Linked DNA regions of Sus scrofa: region 2 is linked to region 1. The links are chromatin contacts, called in public HiChIP or PLAC-seq maps. All regions are on one chromosome and are shown on one strand. The core of a region is the stretch at or near the end of the contact, and the rest is flanking DNA. Distances in the headings are between cores, read along the strand shown. Region 1 overlaps UGP2 (UDP-glucose pyrophosphorylase 2). Region 2 has its middle 110 kb from the start of MDH1.

The links. HiChIP or PLAC-seq counts read pairs in DNA pulled down with a chosen protein or histone mark.
Region 2: an H3K27ac HiChIP or PLAC-seq map of skeletal muscle shows a contact between it and region 1. The contact joins two enhancer-like sites. A contact is called at or near these places in 1 of 47 Hi-C or Micro-C datasets (skeletal muscle) and 2 of 2 datasets of contacts at active chromatin or transcription factors (alveolar macrophages and skeletal muscle).

The regions. Positions count from the first base shown.
Region 1 is chr3:77,989,605-77,994,292 of Sscrofa11.1, reverse strand. The region is part of intron 3 of UGP2 (UDP-glucose pyrophosphorylase 2); the gene reads left to right. Among named protein-coding and RNA genes, the nearest start is that of UGP2, 39 kb to the left of the region's middle. Within about 2 kb of position 2,637, at least 6 of the 83 cell types and tissues checked have an H3K27ac peak or open chromatin away from gene starts, as enhancers often do. A contact at or near this core is called in skeletal muscle, where this site is marked.
Region 2 is chr3:78,150,463-78,155,150 of Sscrofa11.1, reverse strand. No RefSeq gene overlaps it. Among named protein-coding and RNA genes, the nearest start is that of MDH1, 110 kb to the left of the region's middle. Within about 2 kb of position 2,505, at least 8 of the 83 cell types and tissues checked have an H3K27ac peak or open chromatin away from gene starts, as enhancers often do. A contact at or near this core is called in skeletal muscle, where this site is marked.

The sequences.
Region 1 (4,688 bases), core at 1,388-3,887:
CACATCTCCTGCCCTTTCACAGCAACTTCCTGGAAAGCTTTCAACTCATTTCCAGCTAATCACAAAGACCAGAACTTTGGCACAAAGAGCTGCAATGGAGGCTGGAATTGTGGTCTCTTATTTTGGATGGTGGTGTGTCTGGCTGAAAATCAGGGTTCAGAAATGGATGGGGAAGATGTTGATATAGGCAGCTAATAATCTCTGCTGTGCTGTTAGTGCTTTATTTAGTGAGTGATGTAATCAGGAGAGAAAGGATTTCAAATTCTCTTCTAAAAGATCACCACTTGCAAGGTAGAAGGTGAGTTGGAGGGAGGAAAGGAGACCATAGAGACCACTCTGGTAACACAGATGAGAGTGAGTGGGCTGCCAGTGGTGGCAGCAGAGACAGTTTCATGAGGCTGACAGGACTTAGTCACTGGACAGATGTGAGCAGACTCTTGGCTTGGCAGTTGGTTGTGTCTTGGTGCCATAGACATGAGACTGGAGCAGATTGTCTGGAAAGACGAGATCTTCTTAAAATCTGCTTGAAAAGGAACAGGCAGCAAAAGGAGGAAAATAAACTTCTTCTTTTGTTTGTTTGTTTGGATTTTTTTTTTCAGGCATGTTAAAGGTCCCAGGCCAAGGATCAAACCCGAGCCACAGAGTGACAATGCCAAATCCTTAACCACCAGGCCACCAGGAAACTCTGAGGAGGAACATAGAACGTAGTGTTGCAGAAGGCAAGGAGAATAGAGCATTTCAAGATTTATGGAGCGGTCAGTTATGTCAGATGCAGCTGAGGACGCAAGTAAGAAAAGTATTAATGTTTTTGTTTTTTGCTGTGCCTGCACAATGTGGAAGTTCCTGGGCCAGGGATTGAACTTACCCTACAGCAGCAACCTGAGCCGCTAAAGTGACAACTTAAGATCCTTAACCCACTGCACCATAAGAGAACTCCAGAAGTATTGATGTTATTGACAAGGTTTAGCAGTTAGGAGGATGTTGATGAGCTTGGTAAGAGCAGTACACTGATCTATAAGAAGGCCAAATTGCATTGGGTGAGTGAGTGAAAGGGAGGTGAGGAAGTAGAGATGAGTGGAGCAGCTTTTTCAAGAAGCTTTGCCTTTAAGAAGATGGAGAGAAAAGGTTGTGAGTATGGAAAAGGATGAGTAAGTATATACATTGATGTTTTCTTTGTTTTTTAGATGTCAAGTATTTGATGGAAAGGTATAGAGAGAGAGAGGCTGCCACTGAGATTGGGTGATTGATGAAATGGGGACCTTGAGATGGGCAGAGAGATTGCTTTAGGGTGGGGGACAGCTGTTCCTGTGGCCAGAAGGAAGAGGAAGCAACAAAGGTAGAGATGCAGGAAGGTCCTGAGGGTCTGATCTGGGGGCAGAAGTTCGAGGGCATTCCCATATAGGATGGTTTTATTTGCCCTCTGAGCTCATCTTGGTGGCTGAGGGGGTGTTGGTGAGCATGTTGGTGGTGCGTGTGATAATGTAGATGATTTGCCAACTTTTCCTGAATGAGAAAATCTCTGGTCTAAGTATGATTTTTCTGTCATTAAATTAATTGGTAGGAGCTTGCAAATGACTCAGAATTTGGTCGTTACTGTTAGAAATATGAAATGAAAAGACAATATATGAAAGTACCTAGTTCAGGCCTTGGTTTGCAGACTCTGTGCATAAGGGTTTGGTGACTAAGCTGATGTTCTTGGAATACTTCCTGTACATATGGAGCGTCATTTCAAACTTATTTACTGTTTGTACAGCTCATTTTCTTTCAAGCCAACTTGCTTTTGTTGGGGAAAAAAGAAACTTTTGGATTGCAATAATCACATCCTTGTGAACCATAACAGGGCAGGTACTGTTAGTTTGTTTTCGGTATTTGGCACTGTGTCCAGGTATAGCACGAATATGCTACCAAGAACTGGGTTATACTCTTGCTAATGGGAACAGTGTGTCTCCATGACTATGTGATGAATTCAGCTTTTCTTCTAACTGGAAACTAAGTTATGAACAGACTTGGCAAGATGCAGATCATGGTAAACAATTTTTAAAAGATATTTTAAAGAATCTTTCTGCAGAAAAACTAGATTGATACCTCAAAGGGCTTAATGTTGCTTAAATTATGTTCTTTTGTAGATTGCCAACTACTTTCTTTTGTTGATTCACTAGAGGAAGCTAGGTGTTTGACCTATTCTTTTTCCCAGTGAGGAGAGGAAAAGAGTGGCCTCATCTCCCCTGTGCATTTTGCAGGGAGCCTCATGCCATTTGCCCTACCTCACTTGTATGGGTTGCCCTACTGTATATATACTTGTAGCAGAGGTCTTGGAAGACTGAATTCTATTCATGTCTGGGAGAAAGACAAACAGGGTGATGAAGTTGAAAGCACAAAGATAGCACTAGTGATTGACTAAAGTGACTCAATCAGAGTATCATGGAGGCCGTGTCCAGCAGTGCATGGTACTCCCTGTGGTCTCCCAACACCTCCATCTTAGCCTGAATGGATGTCTTTGTGCATTCTCCTGGGGGAGCTGAAGGGGGGAAAGTGGAGGGCAGGTCTAAAAATGTCTCTGTGACTAGGTGTGTCCAGTGTAACTTCAGCCGTTGCCAAGCAACCTGCTAACACAGGACCCTTTGGTTTGTGGGAATAAACTGAACTCTGTGGGATTGCTTGGTGAGGTCCCTGGTAGAGGGTGTAAACAGCAACACCAACAGAGGGAACTTGTGCTGGCATATAGGGTGATTTATGTGATGGAAAGCTGAGCTTACCGCCTAATTTAACCTGTAATTAGTTGTAGACCAAAAGTGTCTTGGCTTCCAGGACTCATGTGATCGGTGCCTTTCTATGTGTGCGTGTCTGTCTGTGTTGGGGTTGGGGTCGGTGTTATTTGGAACATAAGTGAAGGACATCCAGTTGAGGCTGCTGCTGCTTTTTTTTTTTTTTTTTCTTCCGTTGAGGTCTCTAACAGCAACACTAACTTGATGACTCTGGACATCTCTTCCCTGGTCACACCCTGTTACTTCATACCTTGTGACTCTTCTTTCCATTCTCTCCATAGTCAATTCCTCTCCAGAGTATTTAATTAGCTGCTTTAAGAATTAGATATATCAAGACAAGTAGGTGTTATACTGAAAACACTACCTAAAGAAACATGGTTCCTTGACATTTGTAGGGGTAGGATGACTCCCTGCCCACTTAACTTGGGGTTGCAAGTTTCTAAATACGGCATTTCACAGGGAATTCTGGGCCCTCACCTCAATGATCAACAAGTCTCTCTACTTGTGAGTTTCCTGGGCCTGTGCCCCCAAATCTTTATTAGCTCCGTTTAAAATTTAATGTTATGCTTGGATCAGCTTATTTTATTTGACTCCAAATATTTGAAAAGTAATTCAGAAGTACATTTTAAATTTAAACTCAAGTTCTTAAGATGCCAATCTTGCGAAGATTTTAATTAAAACTAAAAGTATATTTAATATACCTTTGGCTGAAGGCCAAATTGTGTAGTGTTAAAAATAATTCTGAGGCTGAGACCTTTTATCACCATTATAGAATAAAATTTCCACATACAGGGAAAAATTTGTTTAACCTCCATAGATTCAGTTATAAGGAATTGTCTTCTTAAAGCATTCTAGTAAAAGGCATGTTTTGAAGTTTGATTAATATGAAGAAAACTGATTTTTCTTTACTTTTCTCTAAGTAGTTATTTTCTTTATGGTATGTGGACTAAAGATTTTTTTTTTCATGAATATACATGATGTTGGAAGGTTTTTTCCCTCCTGGTGAAATTTAAGGCAACAAGGTTATGTTTGGTTTTTAATTGATCTGCACAGTAGGCAAAAAATTTCTATTAGTATTTTTTCTTAAGGTAATGTCATCAAGGTTCATTCATATTATAGCAAGTGTCTGAACTTCCTTCCTTTTTAAGGCTGAAAAACATTCCACATGTGTATATACCATATTTTGTTTCATCCATTCATGTGTTGATGGGCATTTGAGTTGCTTCTGTTTTTGGCTGTTGTGAATAATGCTGCTGTGAAGGTGAGTGTACAAATATCTCTTTGAGACCCTGCTTTCAATTATTTGGGGATATACCTAGAAGTGGAACTGTTGGATCATACAATTCTTCTATTTTTAATTTTTTTTAGGAACCACCATATTTTTTTCCTTAATGGGCACACCATTTTTACATTCCCACCAACAGTGCACAGGGGCTCCAAAAGCAATTTTGTGGTTTTTCTTTAAATATTAACCATGTATCTTCAATGTTGCTATGCTCACATTATCCTAACAGTTTATTCATGAGGTCTTTAGATTTTTCTACATATAAAATCATACCATTAAAGTTATCACCATGATGGAATGGGTGAAGAATCTGACTGCAGCAGCTCAGGTCACTGTGGAGGTACAGGTTCCATCCCTAGCTGGGCACAGTGGCTTAAAGGATCTGGTGTTGCCACAGCCATGGCTCGGATTCAGTCCCTGACCTGAGAACTTCCCTATGCCATGGGTGTGACCATAAAAAATAAATAAAAATCATATCATCTGTGAATAATGACAGTTTTATCTCTTAATGGATATGCAAATTGAATACTAGATGGCAGTAAAAAGTGAATGTATTATAGCTACATACATTAATGTGAATAATTCTTAAAATAATACTGAATTAAAGAAGTCACAGGAGGATACTTTATAGGATGACT
Region 2 (4,688 bases), core at 1,256-3,755, 160 kb before region 1:
CCTAGGTTATGCCAAATTTCCACTTACCCTCCCTCATTTATTTTTTCAAACATAGAAAACAATATTTTAATTCCAGTGTGTCTCTTTCAATTAACCCTAAGTTGAAATGATTTCTGAAAAAAATAAAAACTGAGCTCTTGAATGTATACAACATTCCCAAGACTTCTGAATGTACATGCTGTACTGTTCTGTGAGAATTCCTGCTGGAGATGGTAGTAATTTATAGAGCAGTTAAACAGAAACAAAACGGAAGACATAAAATAATCAGGACAAGAAAGTAAATATTAACACAACCCATGGAATGAATGTCAAGAAAGGTACATCTAAACTACCTTATATATTTTTAAGCTGAATTCTCCCTAGTCAGAAACAGTGAACATTTCTCTGAGTTTGTTGCCATAACTGATAGTCATTAACCTAGAGCCTGAAATGTCAATAGCAAAGTAGTATCTCTTCTGACATTTCAAGTGACAATAGGGACATCTGAACAGAAAGCCCTGAAGCAAACAATTCTTTAATGGACTTCTTTTTATAAGGGAGAACCTACATTGATGACCACTGCTTTCAGAATTCAAACACAAGAGCTGAGAACTGGTGTGACTGCATAAATGGAGCTGCCACGCAATTCCTTGATTTATTTGTTTGCCAGTTTATAATATGACAATGAATGTTCCCCATCTGCTCACTTCAGAGAGCAGGCGTAAGAGGAGGCATGATGGCTGTTAGTTTAAATTAGCTCTGCACTACCAGATGGGGTCAGAGGCAGTCTGCTCGCAGGTATCTGGTGCGCCTGGTCAGAGCTCCTCAGCGAACTAATTTCACCTTTCCTCTAATTCTCACCTGAGATCCAGGACACAAAGCTTGGCTGGCTGTCTGCTCAGGTCTCGGTGTGTACTCTATCACGTCAGGGCCTTACGGTAGGCAACACCTTCTTGATGGCACTTTAGAGTCTGGAGTCAGGAAGACCCAAATGGAGGCTGCCTCTTGACACACCCTCCAGGCCTTTCCACCTGGCTCTCAGCCCGCTGGCTTCCTATTGGGTGTGGCCAGTGTGAGTCCTAATAGGAGACATGTGGGAAAAATAGGGAGTTGAATGAGGTGGCCTCCGCTGACTATGCTCTTCCACTGAAGATCACTGATCCTTTCAAGGCTGCTCCCACACACAGGACTTTCTCCTTTCAGGGTCTGGGAGCTACTCTCTCCTCTGGATACTTTGATTCTAGGTGTGGTAACAGCTCAGCTGCTACTAGCTCTAGCTTACTGCACTACTGCTTGTAGATCCCTACTTTGCATACTCATTTGATAATCTTTTATAAAACAAAAAAATCCCACTTTGAATTATCATCAAGCTTGTCACCTGTTTCTGGTTGAGACCCAAACTAATATGCTCCACTTCACTACTCATTAGCTGAATGGCCTCGGGCAATTTATGTAACTCATCTTCGTTTGTTTCCTCATTCACAAACTATGAGGATATCCCTTCTTTAGAGGAGTACTTAGGTAAGTATCTGACACTTTGTAAATGTGTTTCTAGCCCATCTCTCTCTAAGGGGCTACTTCATAGTAGCCCCACTAGCAACTAACTGGCTGGACCTCCCTGGAGTTAAGATGATATCATCTGCCTGACAATGAGTATCATCTGAGGCTGCTGCTATGTTCCTGTGATTTCCATATCTTTACACTCTCACTATTTGACATCTCCACTGGGATAGCTCACAGCTACCTTAAAATCAGCTATGGCCTAAACACGACTCATATCCTTCCCTCCTAAACTTCCCACATCCTCTAGTTCCATAACACCACCATCTACCCAGTTTTTAAAGTCAGAAACTTTTGGAGTCATTCTTGACAACTTCCTGTCTCATATAACCAACCAAGCAGCAACTCTTGTCAATTCTGCTTCCTGTATTATCTCTGAAATTTGTTTACTATGCCCAAAGCCTGATGCCACAACCGTCCCCTGATGCCACAACCATTAACTCTTAGCTGGATCATTGTAAGAGCCTTCTCTAGGGCTCCCTGTGCCTCCTCTGGTCCCTTATAGTCCAGAATCCACAGAGCAGAGAGTGTTCTTTCAAAAAATATAAATCTTAAAAAAAAAAAAAACAGTCTCACAACCAGTAACTCCCTCATTCTTCTGGCTTCAGTCACAATGGGTTTTCAGATTCTTGACATGCTTTTCCAATTTTTGAGCCTTCCCACAAACCATTCCCTTCACCTAGAATGCTTCCCTTTCCCTACTCCTCCTACTTGGCTAATATCTGCCCACCCTTCAGAACTGAAACTGTGTATCACTTCCTCACAACCACCTTCCTGGATCTCCCTACCCTTTGACCTGGTCAGGTTCTGCTATTATACACTCTCTTAGAATCTTATTTCTTTGTAGTCCTTATCATATTGCTAGTTGAAAATTTTTTCCTAGAGCAGAAGCTCCATGTGGAGATTCATGATTAGCTGCCCAGCCCTCACACAGTGCTTTGTACTGGTAGCTGACATTCTATAAATAGTTGCTGAAGTATGGGTGAATGAACACATGTTAATGCCAGTGTGTATTATATCCAACTTTGCCTTACTCCCCGCCCCCCAACGTGAACAGTTGACAAGCAGCACCATAGGTCAGTTCCTATCCTCTGGCCCCAACCAGTGCTGGTTTGAACCACCACTGAAATCCTAGCACACCTCCAAAAGAGCTGAGGCAACATGGATTATAAATCCTTATATGAAAGCATTCTTATTTTTCTCCTACTCTTTTAAATATAAAAGAAATACACTCACTAAGAAAACCTGGCAAAGTTCAAACATTAAAAAAACAAGAAAAAAATTGACAGAACATTGTAAATCAGCTATAATAAAAAAAAATTTAAGGAGAAAAATAATCTCCCACAATCTCAACAGCTAGGATGGTTTCCATTTTAAACCTCTAGTAAATTAGTGTGGCATTTTAGCATGTTTTCTACCTGTGTTTCAATTTGAAATTCCTTTATCCTTAACAACCCACATACCTAGCACGTGGCTTATTACGTCTTACCTCGTTTAAGAAAGTTGTATGAAAGATAGGTTATAGACCCTCAAATACAGACTGCTGAGCAATTAAGGAAAATACCTGAATGATGCATTTTGTTTGATATAGTTGTTTATTGCTATACTAAAATTCGTGCCTATAAATGTATTTACATTTCTCAATAGGAAAAACTCCCATTGTGGCTCAGCAGGTTAAAGACCCTATGTTGTCTTTGTGAGGATGAGGTTTTGGTCCCTAGCCTTGCTCAGTAGGTTGAGGATCCAGCATTGCCACAAGCTGAGGCATAGTCACAGATGTAGCTTGAATCCACTGCTGCTGTTGCTATGGCATAGGCCTCAGCTGCAGCTCCAATTCCACCCCAGCCCAGGAACTTCCATATGCTGCAGGTGCAGCTATGAAAAAAGAAAAGAAAAGAAAAAAGACAAAAAGGACAGAATGGACTAAAAGTGACAAATTTTTTGATGTTCTAGTTTTCCATTAAATTAGTAAACAAAAAATGGTTTTATGCCTTTTTTTCCTTCTTCTCCTTCTTAACTACCAAAAGGCAAAAAAGGCACTCTTTGAAAGAATCCCAGCAATACTTTCACTGTAGGTCACATTTCCTGGGGAATTTATTTTCCAGTTCTCCTGCTTCTACAGATTTTACTAATCATTGAGCGTGACCAAATTTTCATATTAAAAAAAATCATAATTCCTCTATGACAGATTTAGCTTCTAAATATCATTAATCGTATCTCGGTATCTGCAAAGACTTAGAAAGCAAGAATAGGGCATAATGGAGCAAAAGTTAAGAGTGTGTCAGGAAGTTCCCTTGCGGCAAATTAGGTTAAGGATCTGGCACTGCCAAAGCTGTGATGCAGGTCACTACTGTGGTGCAAGTTTGATTCCAGGTCAGGGAATTCCACATACTGTGGGTATGGCCAAAGGAGGGAAAAAAAAAAAAAAGAGTGGGTCAAACCTTTAAACAGGAATATGAAGAAACTCAGATGAAAATATGAGCAACAAATTTTAAAACTCTCCTAGTGAGCAATTTTTAAAAGCTCTAAAACTAACCATTAACACTAACCTCCCTCGTTAAAGAACTCAGTAAGTGGTTTGTCATTGACTGGTTACCCTAAAAACCCACCTCAGCCAGACACACAGGCATGTGAACAGCTCTTGAAAAATCTGTTTGTGCAGAGAGGCAATTCATTTTTGTTTCTAGGACTGGCTCTGTGCCTGTAAGAACAGTTTTCATACACATTTGCCTCTGGAATTTTTTATGAAAACTTTGCAACATCTTTTTACTTGACAAGTAAATTGCTTCTACCTTGCAGCAAGCAATTTAAAGAAGCTGAAGTTAAAACACCCCCCAGTACTGCAAATTCCAGAAAACAATAATGCAGACAAAGTATTATTTAGTGATCTGCCATAATGTAACACCACCTCCAGAAGAATACTGAAGATAAAATGAATGTATCTTGTAACATCTAACCATGTACAGATATATGAGTAACATATAAGCGAATAGAAAGAAAGGGAAAAAAGGAAGTTAGAGGATTGCTTTATCCAAGCAGCAGCTTTATAGCTTTTGGGAAGAAGGAACAGCTGCTCCTAACCTACTTCAAGTGTAGGAAACAACAAAAAATAAGTCTTTCAAAAACCAGACCCACATCTGGAACTATAT